Regions from separate parts of the Bos taurus genome. Here region 1 is linked to region 2. Evidence: chromatin contacts called from public Hi-C data. All regions are on one chromosome and are shown on one strand. The core of a region is the stretch at or near the end of the contact, and the rest is flanking DNA. Distances in the headings are between cores, read along the strand shown. Region 1 overlaps AOPEP (aminopeptidase O (putative)). Region 2 overlaps AOPEP (aminopeptidase O (putative)).

Region 1 (5,353 bases), core at 932-3,431, 160 kb before region 2:
CTGGTCTCCCTGTCATCACTAGATCGCGAACCTCAGTGAACCCCACGGGGAGCAAGGTCTCTCCTCTCATTTACAAAGCAAACAGAACAAGTGCCGAGGTGCATAATGAGCACTCAATACCTATCTGTTGAATGAGCGAAAGACTCAGTTGAACTTGACTCTGGGTACTGAAATGCTTAGTGCACTTGAAACTTACCTGCTGTGCCTTGGCCCAGAATACATCTTCCAAGTGAGTGGCGAACCCTTCACTCAGCCACTCCTCCGTCCAGTCTCGAGCCCCAATCGCCAGGCCAAACCAGGCGTGAGCAATTTCATGGCAGAGACGGGTCCCACAGAGCTGGCTCATTCCAGTCAAGGTGCTCTGAGAGAGGAAGACGATGTGTGGGCTGTGGATAATGGGGGAGAAAACACACAAGAGTCTTGTCAGGGCCTGTCGTCATGGCCGCCCCCTGGGGCAGCTTTCTCAGCCCTGCCAGCCTGTTATTATCATGTGCATGCTAGATCACGACCGATAGGCTCACAGCTTAGATGCTTTTAGAAATAAATAAAGTGGCAGTTTGCGTTCCTGGCAGCGGTTCAGGCTGCCGTTTCTGCCAAGCAGTTGTCTCCGTCATCAAAAGGCTATTACCTGTAATAAGTAACCTGCGCCGAGCTTTACACGGAAGAAATTACAAGGCTGTGGAAGCATTTACCCTGAAATCTGGACTGTAAAAGAAGAGCAGGTGTGGGAACGTGAAGCCCATGCTGTCAAGACAGTGATCAAAGAAGACCCTTCAGCCAAAAATCCGAGTAGCTTACAGACAAAGTGAGAAGTCACGCAGAAGGACAGGAAAAGCCGACAAGAATGGAACCAAACATTTTCTCTTTCAGGCCAGGGCTGGTTACAGAGGTAACAAACTCACAGGTGCCATGGATGGGTGAGGTTTCAAGAGACTCTGATAAAGGCTGAATCTCTGTAAGGCTGAGATTTTCAAAGGTATCTTTTCCTATCTACAGATGCTTGTAATTCACATGCCACAATGATAGGCAGAGAGAGAGAAGGAAGTTAACTCACTCAGGTGTGCAAATGGCCCCAGGGCTGGCACCAGCCAGGGAGATTTATTAATATCTAATCTCATTTCCCATACTTTGCTTTAAAACCCCAAACACCATGATTAGAGCTGCACTGATGAAACGGCAGGAAGGGAGGCTGAAGAGAGAAGAGGTAAAGGGAGTGCCTCCTGTGCTTCGGTATTTCTCATTTATCCAGGACTTGTTTACAGTCTTATGAATGAAGAACTTGCTTTGAAAAAAAAAAACAAACAAACCCCTCCTCCATCAATTGAACACAAGCAGTTGTGAAACCTTCCAAATTAAGAAACTGTACACACTGGTTCCTTCCTTTAAAAGCCATGCATTTGCCATCATGTGGGCTCTGCACAAGCCAGAACTGCTTGCAGATTTGTCCTCCGCCCCCACGGCCACCAGTAGAGAAAACCCCACCTGTATTTCCCTTGCACAACATCACCCATTCAGCTCAGGGAGCTCAACTGAAATCACGGCAGTCATGTGTGCCAAAACAGACAGCTTTCATGTGAAATAATAACAGGGCAAGCACGCAAATGAGAAAGTGTTTGCCAGGATCTCAGCAGAGTCCACCAGAAACTCCGGGAAATAAAAGTGTAGCTGGGACATTTAGGATACAAGGGTGCAATGCAGCAGGCGCCAACAGTATTTCAGAGCACTAACTCAGAGAAAAAAAAAAAAAAAAAGGAAGGCAGGGAGGAACGCAGGAAGCAAAGAGAGAAGGGTGAGAGAGAGGGAGGAGGGTGGGGGGGAACCAAGAGGCACAGGAGCTAAACTTCCTCTTCCTGAGAAAGTCGCCCATGGAGAAGACAAACTGCGAAACCTGGCATTTTCAAGTAAATGACCCTTTGCTCTGGCATGTGCAGTGCTACAAAGAAAAGCCACAGAAATGTACCAAGTAAATAACATTCCAGACATACTGCTGGCAGCACTTCACCCTTTTGGCTAAAACAAAACAGAAGTAACTTCAGGCTTTGTAAACAGGCTCAAAGACAAGCCTGCATTGGAAAGGTCTGCTGGCCAGAGACCCAGACGGTGCACGCAGAGTTACAGACATGGTGTGGCTGAGCTGACCCCTCGGCCCAGGAGGGGTACACACGTTGATGACTGTGAAATTGCAGACTGTTCATGAGGAAAAAGCCTGCGCTGTCCACAGCGACCTGCTGGCTGCTTTGTCCCAGTGTGGAAGTTGATCCAGGCCCTTTTATGCAAATATCAAAGTCTGAGAGGGCTGAAGGAATGCACAAAGCAGCTGTGTGGGGGTGGCATTTCATTTTCCTGTCCTGTAATTTTTCCCCTTCAACAGTCTTCGTTGTCTCCACCAGACCCGGTATTTTGGAGATACACCCTGGCCTTGGTTGGGCTCAGGACAGACCCAGACATTGCTGGAACGGTGCCTGAATTCCCATTCCCTGTCCTCAATACTCTCTTCCTAGCCAGGGAGAAATGTGTTTCCTACTGTCTTCTGAGAAAACCGAAGCTTAAACTTCCTTCTAGATTGGAAGGGTGTGCGTTTCGCTTGATACAAATGACCCTATTATCAGTGGAAAACATGACCTTCTCCCTGAAAAGCAATTTTCCAGTTTGAGAACCAGACCCCAAATTCTCCTGCAGCGGAGTTTTCTGTCTAAGGTTGGGTTTTACCTATGGATCATACCTCCCTATAAAGAAAATGGCTTCTTTCTTAAACTAAATAAAAACACAGAGTGAGGTTTTGATAATCTTTCTCACGGGTTGTTAACAAAATCCTGACATAAAAGGATCAATAGAATTTTTTTTCAAGTTAAGGAGAATTTACTCCTCTCCTTTTGAACTTAAATGTCAGGATTTTTAAAGGTAACTAGAATTTTTAAACTGCTTTTTTTTCAACAATGAATGAAGAACAGTATAATGCTCAAACTCACTTCAAGGAGTAATATTAAATATTTCTCTACCAACAGATAATCTCTTTCACACCCTCCTTCAAAATAGAATGAATGTTTAGAATTTTCTACTCAAACCTTTCACTTGATTTATAAGTTTCACCCCTGGGCTCCACATTTTCCCAAGTTGTCAGAATTGTATTCATGGTCCTAGTCAGTCAGCCGGGCATCAGTCTTCACTCTGACAAGCTCCATTTGAAAACGGGTTTTCTTTTTTCTTTTTTCCCTTGAAAGGGCCTGTGTCAACTGCCTCTACAAATGCCAAATTGTTGATTCATCATCATTACAGAGGATGGAAGATAATCACTTCAGTGACATCTTCATCCTAAAAATGGTTCTTTTTAAAAATGTTTTTCAAAATCAGAGTTGATCATTTTTCCCAAATAAGAAATGGGTGGGAAAGGAATATTTTCAACTGTCACAAAGCACAATCCCTCTTATTTGTATTCTCCGTCATAAATTCTCACTGCAAGTGATCTTGGGGCCAGCGGGGAGAGCAGGGGGCGGGGCAGGGCAGGGCAGGGCAGGGGCGGGGCAGAGCAGGGGGGCGGGCAGGGCCCCAGCGGGACGCGTGTGCTCCTTCCTTGCCGGGAGACCACCAGCGGGGCTGCCTCCCGACAAAGGCCACGTCGTATTGTCTGTCTGCTGCCTCCCCCCTCAAGTTTAAAAATATCGTTTCTGGTCTAAACAGTTTCTCAGGACTGTTCCTAAAAGCTCCCTCCTCACGCAGATTAGAAGGCCGTGTCCGTTAATTTAAAACACGCTTCTAGCAGAGGAGGAAGGAGTGCCTTCATTACTCTCAGGAGCCGCTCCAGTCCTTCGGGAGGAATTCAATTTGGAGAGGAAATGGAGAATTTCATCAGATCTTAAGCAGGGGCTGGTGTGTGATTTATTTCTGCTTTGTCCAGGGAGACGTGACCGGCGTGGCCCACCTTGCAGCTCAGGGAGAGGTGCAGCACCGCGGCCCCAGCGGGTTAGAGCAGGCTGCAGGCCTACCGAGAGGACAGGAAATTGCTTCTGGTTAGGGACAAGAAGAACCCCAGGGCACCCCACCATTATCCTGGAGCAGATCCAACACGCCTTAGGCGGAGCAGATTCACTTTTTATACAGGTCCTTGGGAAGTTCGTCCAGGAAACAGACACATACTCACCAAGCTTGAACTTATGGGTTCAAAGTTTCTCACAGTCTCAACATGTGGAGCCCAACATTCCATTCCAGAGAGGAAAGAAAAATCAAGAAAGAAGGGAACCCTGAGTACTTCCAGAGTTAAACTGGATAGTTTTAAAAGGACCTCATGATTATGTGAAAGCAACTTTTGCTTGCATGACTTAATTAGTTGCAAATATAATCCAGATAACTGAAAGGTTAAAGATTCGGAATGCTTCCCAGGTGGCTCAGTGGTAAAGAATCTGACTGCCAATGCAGGAGACACAGAAGATATGGGTTCTATCCCTGGGTTCGGAAGATTCCCCTGGAGTATTCTTGCCTGGGAAACTTGATGGACAGAGGAGCCTGGTGGGCTACAGTCCATGGGGTTACAAAGAGCTGGACACGATTGAGCATGCATACGGGAGAAGGCAATGGCACCCCACTCCAGTACTCTTGCCTGGAAAATCCCATGGACAGAGGAGCCTGGTGGGCTGCAGTCCGTCCGTGGGGTCGCACAGAGTTGGACACGACTGAAGCGACTTAGCAGCAGCAGCAGCAGCAGAGTATGCATACAGACTCAGAGTAAGTAGCTTGGGACAATGTGAAAGGGAGGACAAATAGGAGTTACCCATCCCTTGGTAACATTTCATGCAAAAATGGGCACAATAAAGGACAGAAATGGTATGGACCTAACAAAAGTAGAAGATATTAAGAAGTGGCAAGAATACACAGAACTGTACAAAAAAGATCTTCATGACCTAGGTAACACGGTGGTGTGATCACTCACCTAGAGGCAGACATCCTGGAATGTGAAGTCAAGTGGGCCTTAGGAAGCATCACTATGAACAAAGCTAGTGGAGGTGATGGAATTCCAGTTAAGCTATTTCAAATCCTAAAAGATGATGCTGTGAAAGTGCTGCACTCAATATGTCAGCAAATTTGGAAAACTCAGCAGTGGCCACAGGACTGGAAAAGGTCAGTTTTCATTCCAATCCCAAAGAAAGGCAATGCCAAAGAATGCTCAGACTACCGCACAGTTGCACTCATCTCACACGTTAGTGAAGTAATGCTCAAAATTCTCCAAGCCAGGCTTCAACAGTACGTGAACCGTGAACTTCCAGATGTTCAAGCTGAAGTTAGAAAGGGCAGAGGAACCAGAGATCAAATTGCAACATCCCTTGGATCAACGAAAAAGCAAGAGAGTTCCAGAAAAACA
Region 2 (5,478 bases), core at 2,797-5,296:
GCTAGCGGTGGCGGAGAAGGCGATGGCACCCCACTCCAGTACTCTTGCTTGGAAAATCCCATGGACGGAGGAGCCTGGTAGGCTGTAGTCCATGGGGTTGCTAAGAGTCGGACACAACTGAGCGACTTCACTTTCACCTTTCACTTTCATGCACTGGAGAAGGAAATGGCAACCCACTCCGGTGTCCTTGCCTGGAGAATCCCAGGGACGGGGGAGCCTGGCGGGCTGCCGTCCATGGGGTCGCACAGAGTCGGACACGACTGAAGCGACTTAGCAGCAGCAGCAGCAGTGGTGGTGGGTGGAGGACAGTTGGGAGAGAGAAAGGCTGAAGGTGCTCAAGGGGTGCAAGCCTCTAGTTATAAGTAAGTTCTGAGGATGTGAGGTACCACATGGTGACTATAGTTAACAATACTGTACATCTGAAAATTGCATAAGAGAGTAAATCTTAAAAGTCCTCACCACACATACACACACTATATAACCATATGACCTTATTTAATAATCATTTCACAATATATACATATATCAAACCATCACATTGATCATCTTAAACTTACATAATGTTACATGTCAATTATATCTCAATGAAGCCTCCAGGGGAAAGAATGAATACTATACACAATAGGCTTTCTCCCTATGTTCTGCATGGAACTTTTCAATTGGTTTTTCTGCTGTCCTTCTGGTTCCTGTACCATCCATTTAGTACATGGACAAGATGAGACATGGAAATAGCAGAAACTGAAACTGCTTTCAGAGAGAACACTGCTGATGGAGTAAGAGTATCTGTTAGATGCCTGCAGAGGGTCATGGAGAATCCACAGAGTGCCCAATCTCATCACGTCCCAGCATCTTCATGAGGATGTCTGTACCTTCACGGTGATGTTGGGAGGGCACAGGAAGCCACAGAGGGGTGTGGCAGAGGGCTGGAATGAGATTAGCAGTTTTAAAAAGTCAGAAACCTTAAGATGACCTAGAGTTTGGGAGTGAGGTAGAGAAAGTGATAACAGAACCTGAGTCAGTCCAGTGACAGTGTTTTCGGTCTCGCATGGTCTCTCCACAGTCTTCTGGGAAGTTAAGTAACAGAAAGAAAAGGACTTGAGGGGGAAATGTGTTGGGAACATCCCCCAAACCCATATTTTAAATGTTCAAGATGACTGTCTCCTATACAGACCTCAAAGCTTGTTATTATTATTATTTTTAGTTTCCTCTACTTAGTGGAACTCATATGGAAGAAACTGTTTTACATTTCAGGCTTTTAAAGCAAAAAAGTTTTCTAGGCTACCAAGCTACCGTCAAACAAGGGCAGATAACTAGTCTGGGCCACATAAGAACTGGCCAGGAACCCTCTTCTCAAAAAGACCCTAGTTGGACTCTTCTCAGAAGCTTCCCAAAGGTCCAGTCATGGGTTTTTTGCACAACCCTGAGTAAATCTGGAGCTGGTGCTGCAACAACAGAATGCCTCAGTGGAGTTCATGGGGAGGCTCTCACTAGTTCATTACTATGAGGGAAGGTCTAGTAACCTCATTTGGTAGAAAACTGTCTCTTGGGTTGTCTGCTCATGGATTATTCCACTGAGTCCAGTCTTGCATGACGACCACCCACTGCCATGGGGAGGTAGCTGCTAGGGAAATACCTGACCTCACTTTCAAACCATACTGGAAAGAAAAAAAAAAAATGCAAATAACAAGGGGAATACTGCTCCAAAAAGCAGAGCATGCATTCCAAAGACAAAGAGAAATAATTTCTGGATTATCTATTGTTTGGGATAAGCCTACTTTGGAAAGAGAATTGACAAGAGTTTATTTCTCTTAAAAATGTCCACAGACTGAGTTCTAGCTCTGGAATCTGATTGCAAAGGTTCAATTCTCCAATCCACACTTACCAGTTTGGGCATATTGCTTAATATCTCCATGCGTCAGTTTCCTCATCTGTAACAAAGGAATAATCATAGTCTGTACCTCACATACAGAAATCTCTAGGCATAGTAACTGGTGCATAGTAAGTGCTGAAGAAATGTTAACTGCTGTCGTCTTTACAGCTGCCTCCCCCTGTTGCTTGGGCTGACTTTCTGGCGGCAGAGACTAAGAATGTCGAAGGTATGGCTGCCACATGTGCACTGAAGCCCGTGGCCTGATGAGGCCCACAGATGGGGTTTAAGGTTGAATGGCATTAAAACACTGTGCACACAAAGCGATCCATTTAAAGGAGAATGACAGCCCAAAGGGGGCATCCTGTATGACTTCATATAGAATGGGCCATTTGGAGACTATTTAAATGGTGTTTACTTGAAATGAGCCATCCTCGATGAAATAGACAGTGAATGCCTTCATTTTCCTTTTTGATTCAATCCACTTGCCCTAGTCTCCCTCACTACACCAGCTGCAAAACAAAGAGAACATGCTGTACTTGAATTCACCCAGAGTTTTTCCTCTGCAGAGGCCAGAAGCCCATCACACCACTGGATGGTTTCACGGCCAGGACGGGATTCATCAGTAAGACGCCCAGGGAGGGGGCCCATACGAAGGAGCCCAGAGGAAGTGGTGCACCCAACTGTGCAGGCTTGAGCAGCCACCCAGCCCACCTCCCTCCTGGGCCTCCTCGAAAAGTTCTTGCAAGCTGCTATGCCCTCTCAAATCCTTATCCTTTAATTGTCTCACTAGTAAGCCAGATATATCAGATACTGTTCTTAGAATTGTGCTAGCAGCAGCTACAAGATACAAGTAAACATTTACCTTCAATTCAGGACTGAAATTTTCCTTAAAGATGACTTTCTTATGATAAGAATTTGAGATGGGTAATCTTTCAAATTGTAAGCTTTGAAAATTATACTTATAACTGGAAATTACCTCAATTATTTCCTTCATATACTATTCTGAAAAACTGTCCTATGAATGGTTTTGAAGATTCTTTTAGGGTAAGAAAAGTGGGGAGGAAAAAAGGAAGAACATGATGGAGTATTTCGTTCACAGGAGAGAGAACTTTTTAACGCTAAACCTGTGAAATACTTTGCTAATTATTTGAAGAAATTGTCCTTACAAAAAGAAAACAAATTCAGGAAAAAAAATCAAGATACTTTAGTTATTTCTACACATCAAGCACGCCTACTAATAGTAAATTAAATACAAAATCTATGGAACATCAGTGTACTATTCTTAGGAGTCCTGGATATACTCACTCAATACACACCAAAGCCACAGCTACACCACACACAAACACTCTGCTTCCACAGAGGCAAAAGCTGACGATTTATGTTTGCAGAGTTATGCATTCACCAAATTACTTGTTCTTAAAGAGCTATCGTTTCACTGAAAATTAAAACAGGCACTTAAATTCTCCCTATTAAAAGCTTTTCCTTTATCTTTTAAACTTTTCCACTTTAAGTTAGACAAACAGCATGAAGCATTTGGAAACATCAAATTGATACATGCTTTTATTTACATATCATATTTCTTTACTCAATTCATCTGTAGCGCCTGCTTCTTTCCTACCTCAAGCTTGTTTCTTTCTCTACCCACTATTCTTAATTTCAGAACTTCCTGCCAGAACTACTCCACGTGTCTCTTCTTTGTATTACAAGTTTAAAATGCTTGATGGTATGTATAGGAACACATAATATACGAGTATGAACTTATAAGTATACATAGATACACTACATTTAAAGTTCCTATTACATAGTTTTATATATTTACTATAATAAATATAATAGATACATAACAAAGTAGGTAAAGCTCCCAGTTTTGGTTGCTCTTCCTCTTTTGGCTTCTTTCTCTGGAGGCTTTCGGCAAACCCCAGCTTTTTTTCCTTTCACTACTTTTGAGATGCTGAGTCTACACGTTCTGGTTTTATGAGCTAGTGCCACCCTCCTGAATACCCATGGCGTGACTGTCTTTCGTTAGTTCTTTTCCGCTGTTGCTCAAGGGCGGGAACTGGCACCAGAACAAAGGAGACAGTAAGACGCCCTCGGCTGGTATGCAACCAGCACTGCCTGACCAGGGCCATACGCCAGATCATGCCACCCGCTTCTCAGGCACTGATGCCACCCGGCAAGGCTTCAGGTTTCCTTTCCTGGCAACATGGTACCGCCTATGGCACAGGAGACCCAGGAGAGAATGACCTTCAAGATCATTCCCGTGAACCAGGTAGAAGAGCGCCACCTACTGAACCCAGAACGCAAGCACCGCCACTGGTTCTGAGGTTTTCCCTCGTGGCTAATGGAATACCTAAAGGAATACGTTTCACCAGGCTTGTCATGCCAAGTGTCACCCGCACTCTGACCTGTGTGGATAAGCTGCTGCTGCTACTAAGTCGCTTCAGTCGTGTCCAACTCTGTGCGACCCCATAGACGGCAGCCCACCAGGCTCCCCCGTCCCTGGGATTCTCCAGGCAAGAACACTGGAGTGGGTTGCCATTTCCTTCTCCAATGCATGCAATTGAAAAGTGAAAGTGAAGTCGCTCAGTCGACTCTTAGCGACCCATGGACTGAAGCCCACCAGGCTCCTCCATCCGTGGGATTTTCCAGGCAAGAGTACTGGAGTGGGGTGCCATTGTCTTCTCCGATGGATAACCTAGTTCTCCTTAAACTTAAATACAAGGTGGACGGGCAAACTGGTCACCAAATCATTCTGTGCCAGAGGGTCACGAGTGTGCTTTAGTACTTTACTGACATGAGAAAATTCATGAGTGTCAAGCCTAAGACAAAAATTCATAGCAACAAGACATAGGCCTGCGGGAATCATGATCATCTAAAAGAAATCACGATGACTTCCCTGTGTGTCAAATACGGTAAGTGCAATACTAGGAGGGCAAGCAAGAACTAGTCAAAAAGCAAGTCACAAACAAAAGAATGAACTGATGTTTAGAAAGTGCAGGGCATTATGTGGGACCTTATGGGGGATGTAACAGAGCAGAACACAGTCCTCACTCAGCAGCAGCTTTCTAAAGAGAAAAGATGTGTTCACTCTGTACTCCTACCCCTTGAAACACACATGTGCATACGGGCCCAGAATAAAGTTTCCTCAGTTCGAGAAACAAGGAGCTCTCTCTACTTTGCATTCTCTCTTTGTGAAAACACTTAATCATAACCATTCCTAAATGTCTTTTAATTCACCATTTCCTCATATGTAATTCTTGGTCTCATACTGTGGGAGCAGTCTAAATAGAAGTGTTGCTCATTTTGAGCCATCAAAAGGAAAGAAAAGTTAGCTTTCAATGGCACATGGCGGGGGGGTGGGGGGGTTGGGGGGGAGGGGTCTGGACCCTGAAATCTTGGCTTTTCCCTGGAATTTCCCACACAAAATCAAGAGAGAGAATGTCAGGGAGCTGGTCTATTGGGCACACCAGAAAGCAGCATTTTGCCCAGGATGAAGTAATGTCTACAGTCTCCTACTTTTGCACAGAAAAATGAAATCAGATCTTAAGCGAGGGTACATATAGTTTTTTTTTCAAATGTCTTTCACTTGTTCATATGCTTTTTCTCCT

Evidence for each region. Hi-C and Micro-C count contacts between places; a contact is called where the count stands out from the background.
Region 1: a Hi-C map of liver shows a contact between it and region 2, with 2.9 times the contacts expected there. A contact is called at or near these places in 2 of 11 Hi-C or Micro-C datasets (liver and skin fibroblasts).

The regions. Positions count from the first base shown.
Region 1 is chr8:81,445,634-81,450,986 of ARS-UCD2.0, reverse strand. It overlaps AOPEP (aminopeptidase O (putative)), which reads right to left. Exons shown (of 17, transcript NM_001206980.2): 6 at 197-386. Among named protein-coding and RNA genes, the nearest start is that of MIR2475, 170 kb to the left of the region's middle.
Region 2 is chr8:81,291,114-81,296,591 of ARS-UCD2.0, reverse strand. The region is part of intron 3 of AOPEP (aminopeptidase O (putative)); the gene reads right to left. Among named protein-coding and RNA genes, the nearest start is that of AOPEP, 96 kb to the right of the region's middle.